Regions from separate parts of the Drosophila melanogaster genome. Here regions 1, 3 and 4 are each linked to region 2. Evidence: chromatin contacts called from public Hi-C and HiChIP or PLAC-seq data. All regions are on one chromosome and are shown on one strand. The core of a region is the stretch at or near the end of the contact, and the rest is flanking DNA. Distances in the headings are between cores, read along the strand shown. Region 1 overlaps mtgo (miles to go). Region 2 overlaps mtgo (miles to go). Region 3 holds the start of lncRNA:CR44151 (long non-coding RNA:CR44151). Region 4 holds the start of mtgo (miles to go).

Region 1 (2,700 bases), core at 129-2,628, 56 kb after region 2:
TCCTCTTTTCTGGCTCTCCTGTACAAGTTTTATTGGTCTGCGTCTGAGTTAAGTCTGTTTAAATTTTCTTCTTGCCCCGGGGCGTTTTTCCATGTTTTGTCCTTGAAGTATCCTCAGTGGCTGCGGCCTTATAAATCTTCTTTTGGACAAAATGGCGCAGCACGTAAGTCGCCATTGGTATTGGGTATGCGTGTGACTAAACAATTGCGGCTGAGCATTTAGTATCGCATAATTAGTGTTCAACTATCAACACACCTTACAAAACTTAAATGCATCATTGTTTTTTTTTTATAATGTTTCTTTTTGTGCAATGTAACCTTAAGAGATTTATGAAAAACCCACTATTTCAAATACTTTAACTACGCTTAGTTCTAATTTTGTGGCCTGCACTGTGCATTTGATTCGTTGTCTCTGAAAGGGAAATAAATTATTTTCTGCTTCGGTTATCAGTGAATATAGCCTCATTTTGTCTTTTCACTTTTGTTTTGGGCCATTCGTGTTGCCAACTAATTGTACCGCCTTTCTCGCTTACCTCACTGCCCCGCCCACTGGGCTTTGCATGTGCTCAACAATTTATGATCACTGCGGCTTAGCAAAGTACTTGTACAAGGGAAAAAATCGAGTAAAAAAGCGCAGCAGCATCGTTTGTCGCGGCATAAATAAAATTAATTATTCAGGCAAAAAGGCGACGGCTTCGACTTTGGCTTTAGCTTCAGCTTTGGCTACACCGAAATGGCAAAATGGCCAGCTGGCAACGTCCACAGAATCCAACGATACAAACCAAAGCCGTAAAAGTCAAGAACAACAGCGTATTGAAATTTAAGTGCCGCCAAAAGGCAAAAGTCGTGGTCTTAAATACGCTCGATTGAAACGCGGAACGACAAGGTATTTTTGTCTGTAAGAAGCAACAATTATTTATCCGAGGGCAAGCAAAGATTTATTACCTAAAGAGGGGTTAATTTCGTGGTAAACAGAGGTTTCAAAAAAAGCAGATACTTAAAGAGATTGCTAAACATCGAATAACCATACCAATAAACATCGAAAAGTATTAAATTTCATTGCAAATGTGGTTTCATTTATTTTATAAATATGGTAAAAAGTAACTTACATGCATTCTCTACTTTCAGAATTAACAAAGTAACGTAATTGTAAACTATTTCGAAAATTAATTAATAACAATTAGTGTAAATTTCGCCATTCCCATGGCTAATGTTTCTTATTTGTACTAAGTGCTGCTCTCGGAAATCCTGTAAATCTCTTGCGCTGCTTAAATATTTCAACAAAACAACGGGTTAAACCAATGCAAACAAAAGCCAAAGAGAAAGGAAACAAGCGAACAACGGTTTAGCTACAGCTCTACAATGACCACGCCCCCGCGCCTTAGCCAACGCCCCCATTCGGGGGAGTCAAGTCTGTCGAGGAAAGGAAATTAATTACGCACGCTTTAAATTTGATTTCATTTGTTTTCGTTCCAGCAGTTCTCTATGGTTAATTTAAGTATACTAAGAAAAACAAATATTATTCGAAAAAAATATTAGGAAACTGTATATTTATAATTGAACCAATATTTCTCAATAAGATGAAATATATTCCTATAAATGTATAACTATCATTTAATAATATTTTTGGGTGTATAAAAAATTTGACTTGCCACCTTACTTTTGATAATATGCATTCTATGTTTGTTTTTGGCTGAGTGTATTACTTTTGCACTCCTTTCTAGCCACCCACTTTACCCCCTCCCGCCCTTTGCCCACTTTCCCCCCTTTTCGTTTGGTTTTGGTCATTCGTCTTCCATTTCGTGTTTTAATGAGCTTCATGCGCCACACGCTGATTTCGCTTTCTTCGCCTTTTGCTCGTTTTTTGTTTCGCTTTGGCTTGTTATTATTATTGTTTCTTCTTTTCCACTCTGGGATTCTCCGCTCTCTTTGCCGCCGCACAGTAATATTTAATTTTTGTTTTATTTTTCCTACTCACTCGCTGGCAAATTGCAAATTGCGGGTTAGCATTTCTTAATGTCAATGCCATTGTAGCGGGCAGAAGAAGAAGAATTACTCTGCTGGTTGATGAGGGGGGGAGGGGTAGTTTGGCGAGAATGCGGAGTGGGATGCAAAACAAAAGACCAGAACGAAATGGGGGAACTCTCGGCAATAACCGGACTCTTACACTGAAAGAAATACATTTAGACCACAGAATGGAGTATCTTATTATTACATTCCTTACTCACTAACTTCTTACTTATTTGCTCACGCTTAAATAAATCTTTCCCAAATTAGATAATTAGCATGATTAATAATTAATGTTAGTTCTTGTAAATAACTAGCTTATTTAAGTAAAATAATTTAATTTTACTCATGTAGACTCCCTGGCCAGAACAACGAAAATAAAGCTTTTCCCTTGCCTTTCGTTTTTTGGCTTAAGTGGGCAAGTTAATTGAATTGGGGCTTATGCGAGGGCAAGGAGTTGGGTGGAATACAGTTCCTACTAATTGTTAATTGCTCGAGGGGGTGGCCAAGAGGAAGAAGCAGAAACAGCCAGGAGCACTGCATGCATTTATGGTAATGCAAAAAGCGAGCGGCGAATGGCGAACATCGAAACAAACCGAAAACCCAGCGGGCGAAGAAATTGAAGTGCGGATCAGGGCTGAAAGTGCAACAAATTGAAAGTGTTAACGATTGTGGCTAGGATTGCCAGGGGAGG
Region 2 (2,700 bases), core at 128-2,627:
TACTAATTCTTTGGCGCAGACTTGGAGCTAAATTAAAATTCACTTTCGATTTTATGTTATTACACTTTAGAAGATTGTATAATTTCGGTTTCGTGTTTATTGCTTCAGCTTGCTGGTAACAGCAATTGCAGTGCAGTTATTCGAGAAAAGGACGCAAAGGTAATTTTATTCTTAAAGTTTAAATAATCATATAAAATCCATAAGACTAAAAATATGACATTTTACACAATGCACGTCCGTGTTTTTACAGATTAATATAATAGTTTGTCACTTTTTTGTAATAAATAGTATGCTTAATTGTACTAAGAAATATTTTACATCGTAGATATCGTCTACAAATGCTTTTGCTTTTGCCCGTTATTTGCTTATAAAACTAGAAAAAAATAAAAAAGTCCCAATGTTGAGATTTCATTTTTTTAAGTCCCTTTTTAATGGATATATAAACATATAAACATTTAAGTAAAAGAAGTAAAAATTTAGCGTGCAGGGCATTTCCGATTTAATGTGGCCGAACAAGCCACTCTACGAAGTTCTCTTTTGAGCCACCGCTCTTATATTCTCCCAAACGCTCTTATACAAGTCTACAGCTTCTAATTGGAAATTCCTCAACAATGCGATCTCACAGATACACAAATACAAATACATGGCAAGTGCGATGACGCTGGCTGCTTTACGGGTGTCTGAACCCGTGGCAGAGACGGAAGGAGAGAGAGAGAGAGAGAGAGTGAGAGGCAGAGAGACCTGAATCTTCGATGGTTTTTCTTCTTTTTTTTTTGCTGTTCCAATTGAAAACTGGAATTGGTTTCACTGGAAGCTTTGGTATGCGATTTTCGGAATCACGGAATGGTCAATGGAAGCCAAGAAGTACAACAAGTCATATAATTGAGCACTTGATCAACAGGGTGAAAGAGAGGGAGACAGAGAGCGAAAGAGAAAAGCGGAGGAGAGAGTGACCTGTAAAATACAGGCATTAAAAAACAATACACGGAATACGAATTCACTAATTAAGCGTCCAAAAAAAGGGAAACAATAAAATCATATAAAGGCTTAAGAATATAATGAACTAAAATATGTAATTAAAATTAAACATTTTGTTAAAATAATTTTTAGCTATATGCTTTACTTTCTATTAGTTATTACAGTTTTGGATACTTAGTTATTGAAGAACTTCAAAACAAAAGGACACGATCTACAATATAAATGGAAAATCAAATACCTAGTACTGAAGTAAGAGAGCAACCTGTCGCTTAGATAAATAAGAGAACCGTAGTTCTTATTGCTATCGAATCCAGCAAACTGAGCAGTCAACAAGTCAGCTCACAGATGAAGATGCGTCTCACTAACACAGATACGGATACAAACTCACTTTAGATGCATTTGTTATTTGTTGTTGTTGGCAAACAAAGGAATCAATGCACACTGAAGAGTGCTAAAAGACAAGTACATGGAAACACGAAGAGGTGGAAGGAAAACCCCAAAGAAAACCACCACCCCCTCCTTGCTCCCTACCAACCAACAAAAAAAAAAACCAAAACAAAACAAACAACAAAAAAGGCACTAGTGTGTGTGATCAAGTAATGAAAGCAAAGCACTGGAAAAATAATGATTAAGTCTTGGAAAATGTGTATGTGTGCTTGGAAAAGAAAAAATTAGTCGATGGGGAAAAATCTGCTTGAAGAAAAAAGCAAAAAAAAATCGTCGCCTTGTCGTGTGTATGTGAGTTGAGGAAGAGGAAGAAAAAAAGTGGGAAAGAGGCTGTGGGATAAAATTGGAAAAACTCGATTTATGAGTTTCAATGCAGTTTCCTTTTTTCTTGCCCACTCACAACAGAATGGGAGTGTGTGAGTGAGTTGTCTTTAAGCTGAAGCTGCATACCAAAAGTTAGCTGTCTAGCATCAACTTTTAGAGGAAAAAATCCATAGATCAATCAGCTATCTATGAAATTTTGTATAGCTATGTAGCTATGTATATATGGCGCTATAAATATTATTTTAAAGAAAATACTTATAATATAAAATGATAGCATAGTAAATAAATTATTTAAAATCACAGTTTATATTTTCATTTTCCAATTATATGTTTATTAAGTTCAAGTAAGGATATTGAATGATAACATTATGTAGTGCAGATTAAAAGAGTATTTTAAATTCCTTGAAAAGTATGCAACAGATATAGTATATTTATTCTTGATCAGGATCCTTCCGTTCGTCAGTCCGTCATTTTATCGTGCGAAGGCTGTGGGAACTATAAAAGCTAGAAAATTAGAATAATGTACATTTTGATTGCCACGCCCACTCTACAACTTTCACGCCCAAACTTTTAAAAGTTTTTTGTTGCTTTTTTTTGGCCAGTTTCTATTGATACGCCAAAATAATTTGACATTTTTTGCTCGCTGAATAAGAGGTTTCAGATAGTCAAGAAACTTTAGCTTGGTTTTCTCCTTTATTTTCTTTTGAAGACATCGAATTTTTTTGCATTTGGTTATTATTATTATTTTTTTTTTTGCATTTTTTTTTTTAAGTTGTTGAAAACTTTTTGAAGTGCTTGAAATGTTTGACTGCACCACTGGCTTGTCCGCCAATCTGATGTTTGCCGTTTCGTGGCAATAAATTGAAATGCTCAAACTTTGAATTGCTGGTGATCCGAGCTGGTTACCAAACATCAAACAAACGTCAACGGGGCGAAGATGGAAAACACGCT
Region 3 (2,700 bases), core at 161-2,660, 40 kb after region 2:
AGAAGCAGAAACATTTGTTTGCATGCTAAACGAACGAGATGAAATCGGCATTTGTACAAGTACGGAGAACTTGAGCTGATGCATTTTCTCTACTATCAATGTCAGTATATCACCGCCTTAATGGGCTTTACCCGAATCCCCCCAGCGCCAACATCCGTCTGCCTGCATCTGGCTTCCTCATTTAATATAATTTGTTGCAAGTTTTGCGGGGCATGTGGCAGCAGACTGCTGCACTAATTGAAACGTAATTATATCATTCGGGCACGGGGTCTGCTCGTTGCGTTGGCCTGTCAGTTTCTCAATCGCTCATTTAGTCATTTAGTCAGTGTCTCACACTCTCAACTCAACTAGGCACTAATTGCAATTTGCACAGTTTGAGCTGCGCTGGGTATACGTGTATGGCTTAAAAGTTATATCACCCATGCACCTCCGTTTGATATTCAATTTGTTACACAAGCTGTTTCACCGGAGTTTATCAGACAGTTACATAATTTTGCTAAATCATTAGCTTCACTTAAGACAGTAATTATTCAGGGGCTTATCATCTAAGTGCCTTGTCCATATATTCTAGTAAATTTGCAATGTGAAGGGGACTTCTCCATACTCATAGAAAATTCATTTGAAGTTGAAATTTTATTTGTATATAAATCAGAATTTCTTTAACCTAATAGGTAAGGCAGCGCAGATTTACAGTTTATCTGTGGTACCTTTTCATTTTAAATAAGAACTAATGAATAAGCTATATTTAATATAATAATATGTAGTATAATGCCATGCATTCATTCCATAACTCTTTTTCCATGTCATTTGTTCAAAAGCGAAAAAACGTGTTTCATTTTGGCATTGACCAAAAAAGTATTTTCCATTGTGATCCGTATTTTTATGCAACTCTCATCAAACGGAAGTTGTTTCCCAATTTTCTTTATACATATATTTCGTACATATTTTTTCGCAATTTTTTATATTTTCATTTGGTGTGCTTGGGATTTGCCAAAGAAGCGCAATTTATTCGTTTGCATTTTTCGGGCTTAAAGTTTTTGGTGCGTGTGTTCGGGATATAAATCTCGCAGCGTATAGATATTTTTTGGCAATTTAATTGAAATGTCAGGCACGTGGTCGCTCCAGAGATCCGAGGAGTGGAATGGAGCTTGACCCTCGACTTGCTCCGCTGCCTAATCCCGTCCAGCTCTTGTGGTTGTCGCACATTTCCGGCTTAAAGTGGCAATGTTGATGTTGCTGGTGTTGCCGCTTTGGATGGTAAAGCTGATGGTATAGCTGGTGTTTGCTGGTGTTGCTGTTGTAGTCTGCCACATCCGTTTGCGACGCGTACACGTAATTGATTTTCCCGCCCCGCCCCCCTTTGCAGCGTTTGATATTCAAGCGCAAAATCTCTGCGGCCCACATGGAAAACACAAACAAAATGGGCAAAAAGAAGAAAATAAATACAAAAATGTGGAGAAACAACAATAGCATTTTTTGCGTGTCAAATGAGAATTTCACTCGCTTTGATTTGGTTTGTGGGGAGTACATGCACCGAAAGCAAAATTCACTCACTTCATATGGTACCAAAACCGGTTCTTCAATAACTTTACACTTAATTCATAAGTTATATATTTATTTAACCACTATAAATAAATGTTGAATTTAATTTTTTCAAAAAATGTGAGCACTACGTATTCTCAATCTGTATTTTAATTATTGGTATGGAATTTCTTCCTGTGTACTTGTGCACAACTACGGGTAATATTTTTTTTTTGGCATAGCCACCGGTAAATATGACCGTGAACTTTGAATGCCACATGCATCGACAAACAAATGTATAACAAACAATGAACAAATCTCTAACAATAAAGTGCACACAATTCCAATTGTGATTTAATAAAGCTTAACTTACTTTAAGTAATACTTTGCCAACCTAATTAAATTCGCACAATGTGACATTTGCAATGCATGAGCCAATGAAGTCAGGCATTTAACGCTTATAGGCCAGAAAAAAGACCCATTCGAAGATATATCTTTTAATATACCTTTTGGAGTCCGTGTAATCCGCAGTAAGCCGCAATATTGGCCATATAATCACTGTCGGGCACCAAATAAATTCCCCCATGAATCGAATTCACAGTGAAGAGAATAAACAAATTCGCATAAATTTCTTTTTTCTTTGCCGGATGAGAGTGGGAAAATTGCCTTTAAATTGCTTGAAAATGCTTTCTTAATACATTGCGCAATTTCGTATTGAAATCAGGGTGTGGCAGAGGCACCCGCAACAAAATGGAGAAAGGCAAGCGAGTTGTGAAAAAATCAACGCTGAACAAAATGCTATGGGAAAACTAAACGAAATAATGCAGAATGACAAAATAACTTAAAGCGGCAATAAATTGTACAGCTCAAGGACATGCTTAAGGCGAGATTTGGGATTTGGGGGCAAAATGTAGATGAAGATGTAAAAGAAGTTGAAGCAGCCGCAGCCGCAGCCGGGAAAACTGTCAACACGTTTTGGCCATTTCGGTCTACGTTTCGTTAGCCTCAAACAAAAAAAACAAACAAACAGGCGGCGAATTTAAAAGTCGTGGATTCTTTTTTGCCTTACGACAATGAGCCATTTTTTGTGAGCGAGCTGGGATTTTAAGCAAAAGGGGTGGACGGTTTATTTATCATCATAGTAGCGGTGGATGGTTGTAATTTTTAAGTTGGTAGTAT
Region 4 (2,700 bases), core at 66-2,565, 44 kb before region 2:
GTGTCCATTGCAAAACGGATTAGCAGGACTAGACTTATATTACGAGTCATTTTTCGATTCTCCCACTTATGTATATTGTTCAATTGACCTTTGATAATACAAAATTGCCTAGATTTCAAATAATATTACGTATACTAAAATTTATATATGTATGAAGTTGTTAGCCAGTTTCTTTCTTTTTTTTTCCATGAAATATTGAAATCTTCCTTCCGTTTTGCTTTGAAGTTCAAGTTATTTATTATTTGTTGTATTCTGCAAACAGCTGTTTGCATTTCGGCCGGCGTCGCAAAAGCAACAATTTTCAACCGCGTAAAGCTTTTGGCCTCTTGAGCCATAATTTCATACAGGTTGCAGGCTTGGAAAAATAACTCAATCTGGACTCACCTACTCACTCTCACTCTCTCCCTCTCCCTCTTCCAACCTTTCCTTTATTCACTCACTCTCCCACGCGATTTTTGGAACAAAAACGACGGCAGAGGAAATGCAGCGCAGTCGACGCCAAAAGGGATATTTTATATTATATATTAAGCCCGTCCTTAAATATGAATTTCCCAATCCTATTCTTATTCAAATTATAAAATGTATATTTAGCTTTAAGTTTAAAATATTGTTAAGTCGTACTCGGCTTCATTACGTAAATATCTTATTCATATAATTTTTGTACACGTAGTGTCACATGATAGAGTAATCAAATAAATGCATTTGGTAATAAGCTGATCTTCTGGACATTCAAATAACTATGCTCAAAAACCTTGCTGGCCCTTGATTCACTTAATAACTCAATTTTAGGACTTTCAGTGGGTGGAAATTTCCCTGGCACCCACGCAAACGAACGGGTTAAAAGATAGTGAAAAAGAGAGAGCGCACGAAAGCAACAATTGCTTACTCTTATGCACAAAGAAAAAATACTAACAACTTCAATTTTTGCATTGAATTACATAGAATTCGATAGAAAAGCCCAGGTCAAATAAAAAATTAAAACAATAATTTAGATAACGACTTATTTGATGTTAGATATTAGATTTAATTCGGTTAATGGGTAAGTTAGAAGAAATAATGTAAATTTTTGCATTGCAATAATGAAGCAATGAAACAAGCTTTACGTTAACGTCACATGAACTACCGTTAGCGAGCGAACAGTGCAGAAAGCGCTCAAGAGCGCGGAGCATTCCAATGCGTTGGAGTAAGAGCGTGCAGAATTCGTGGGAGCAAATTGGCGCCCGAATCAGCCGCTTTTCGTAACTCACTCAATGCGAATTGTTTTCAAGCGCCGGAGAGAATCTATATAGAGGGGCTTCTCCGACTCGCTTCGAATATGTTTTTCGCAGCGCGCGCGTTCGCATCGGAAAATCAGAAAAGCTGGCAAGCGTTTAAAAACAAATTCGGCAGGTACAATTGTTACTTGTTTTCCCCTCAGTTGACTATTTCGTCGCAGGTTTTTGGCCAGCGGAAACCATCGTAATAACCGTTTATCGTTATTTTATTATATTCGCGTAAATCGTTGTTTGTTCAACCACAGAATACTTGTTGTTACGCATTTCGAAAATGGAAATGCGAAAATTTCCAAGCAGTGAAAATCAAAACGAATAAAATATATTGGCTGCTTTTCGTGTTTAGCGCGTACGTGTGTGTTTCTGTGTTAGTGAGTGCAGCAAGAAATAAAACCAAAAAGCAACAAATAAATAAATAGAAAACAAAAGCAAAATCAAATCCAAATTCAAAGGCAAATACTTGCAAAGTAAGTTGATAATATCAGAGTGTGGTGCTAGCATATGTTGCATTATTTTGCCCAGCAATTTACATGTTTTTCACATTTTCTTCTCTCACAAATGACAACTAACTAATATGGATGATATTAACGGTGTTTAGAGTTGGCTTTTCCATTGAGAAATATGAAAAAATGCGTTCAATATGTTAGCGTACACACACACACAAGCGGCGGCTAACTGTTGTTTGTGTGTATGTGGGTGAATTGGCAATAACGCGCACGTGTATTAGTGTGTGTTTGTTTTTGTTGCCTTTGCGGCCAAGTGGCAGCAAAACGTTGCAAGCAACAAAAACAATAACTACGATGGCAAAACAAGTGCAGTCAGCAAAACCAACTCAACCAGTGCCTCTCGCGCTCTCCCACTCTCTCTCTCTCTAATACCCAAGCCCACCTCCTGCTCCCACACTCACCCTTCTCCCTCGCACCCATTGACGCAACTGCATGGTCAGGGCTTCTTTTACTGTTACAAAGCTCATGCGTGGACCCAATAGCAAAATGAATGCACGATGTACTTAGTTCATTAATTCCGCCAAATCAGAAATTATAATTATAAATGTACGAGTTTAATGGATTAAAGTTAGGTGTACGTAATTTTTTTAATTGTATGACCACTTTGGTGAAGCATAACCGTGGTATGAAGCTATTACAATTTCATGAACTTGGCGGCATAAACTTTGCAATTTACTATCTATGGTCGTCTTTGGATTTTTGGCTTCGCGCTTTTTGCTCTTCGAAGTGCGCTGCTCTCTTTGCGCCAAACAAAGCTCGGCCGACACTTGTCGCGTCTTTTGGATATCTGGCCTCCTCCCACCGCCCACTGCCTCTTTACATATATCTTTTACATTTTTTGCTTTCATACACTGAATAAAATTATGGGTATATACCGTACTATCAAATGTTTCTGAGTAAAAATTAATTTAAATAAAAAATTT

Evidence for each region. A called contact is a pair of places that touch in the nucleus more often than the background predicts. HiChIP or PLAC-seq counts read pairs in DNA pulled down with a chosen protein or histone mark.
Region 1: a Psq HiChIP or PLAC-seq map of the Kc167 cell line shows a contact between it and region 2, with 4 times the contacts expected there. The contact joins two enhancer-like sites. A contact is called at or near these places in 1 of 1 datasets of contacts at CTCF or cohesin (the Kc167 cell line), 28 of 107 Hi-C or Micro-C datasets (the Clone 8 cell line, the Kc167 cell line, the ML-DmBG3-c2 cell line and 10 more) and 3 of 6 datasets of contacts at active chromatin or transcription factors (the Kc167 cell line and the S2 cell line).
Region 3: a Psq HiChIP or PLAC-seq map of the Kc167 cell line shows a contact between it and region 2, with 7 times the contacts expected there. The contact joins the promoter of lncRNA:CR44151 here to the enhancer-like site in region 2. A contact is called at or near these places in 1 of 1 datasets of contacts at CTCF or cohesin (the Kc167 cell line), 26 of 107 Hi-C or Micro-C datasets (the Clone 8 cell line, the Kc167 cell line, the OSC cell line and 6 more) and 3 of 6 datasets of contacts at active chromatin or transcription factors (the Kc167 cell line and the S2 cell line).
Region 4: a contact with region 2 is called in a Hi-C map of the Kc167 cell line, with 6 times the contacts expected there. The contact joins the promoter of mtgo here to the enhancer-like site in region 2. A contact is called at or near these places in 61 of 107 Hi-C or Micro-C datasets (the Clone 8 cell line, the Kc167 cell line, the ML-DmBG3-c2 cell line and 18 more) and 5 of 6 datasets of contacts at active chromatin or transcription factors (the Kc167 cell line and the S2 cell line).

Annotation. Positions count from the first base shown.
Region 1 is chr2L:16,643,848-16,646,547 of dm6, forward strand. All of the region lies in intron 2 of mtgo (miles to go), which reads left to right. Among named protein-coding and RNA genes, the nearest start is that of lncRNA:CR44151, 16 kb to the left of the region's middle. Within about 2 kb of position 1,379, at least 13 of the 39 cell types and tissues checked have an H3K27ac peak or open chromatin away from gene starts, as enhancers often do. A contact at or near this core is called in the Kc167 cell line, the OSC cell line, the S2 cell line and 4 more, where this site is marked.
Region 2 is chr2L:16,587,389-16,590,088 of dm6, forward strand. All of the region lies in intron 2 of mtgo (miles to go), which reads left to right. Among named protein-coding and RNA genes, the nearest start is that of CG31815, 17 kb to the right of the region's middle. Within about 2 kb of position 1,378, at least 38 of the 39 cell types and tissues checked have an H3K27ac peak or open chromatin away from gene starts, as enhancers often do. A contact at or near this core is called in the Kc167 cell line, the OSC cell line, the S2 cell line and 11 more, where this site is marked.
Region 3 is chr2L:16,627,763-16,630,462 of dm6, forward strand. It overlaps lncRNA:CR44151 (long non-coding RNA:CR44151), which reads right to left and starts at 1,411. Exons shown (of 1, transcript NR_073791.1): 1 at 990-1,411. All of the region lies in intron 2 of mtgo (miles to go), which reads left to right.
Region 4 is chr2L:16,543,701-16,546,400 of dm6, forward strand. It overlaps mtgo (miles to go), which reads left to right and starts at 1,316. Exons shown (of 5, transcript NM_001144357.2): 1 at 1,316-1,738.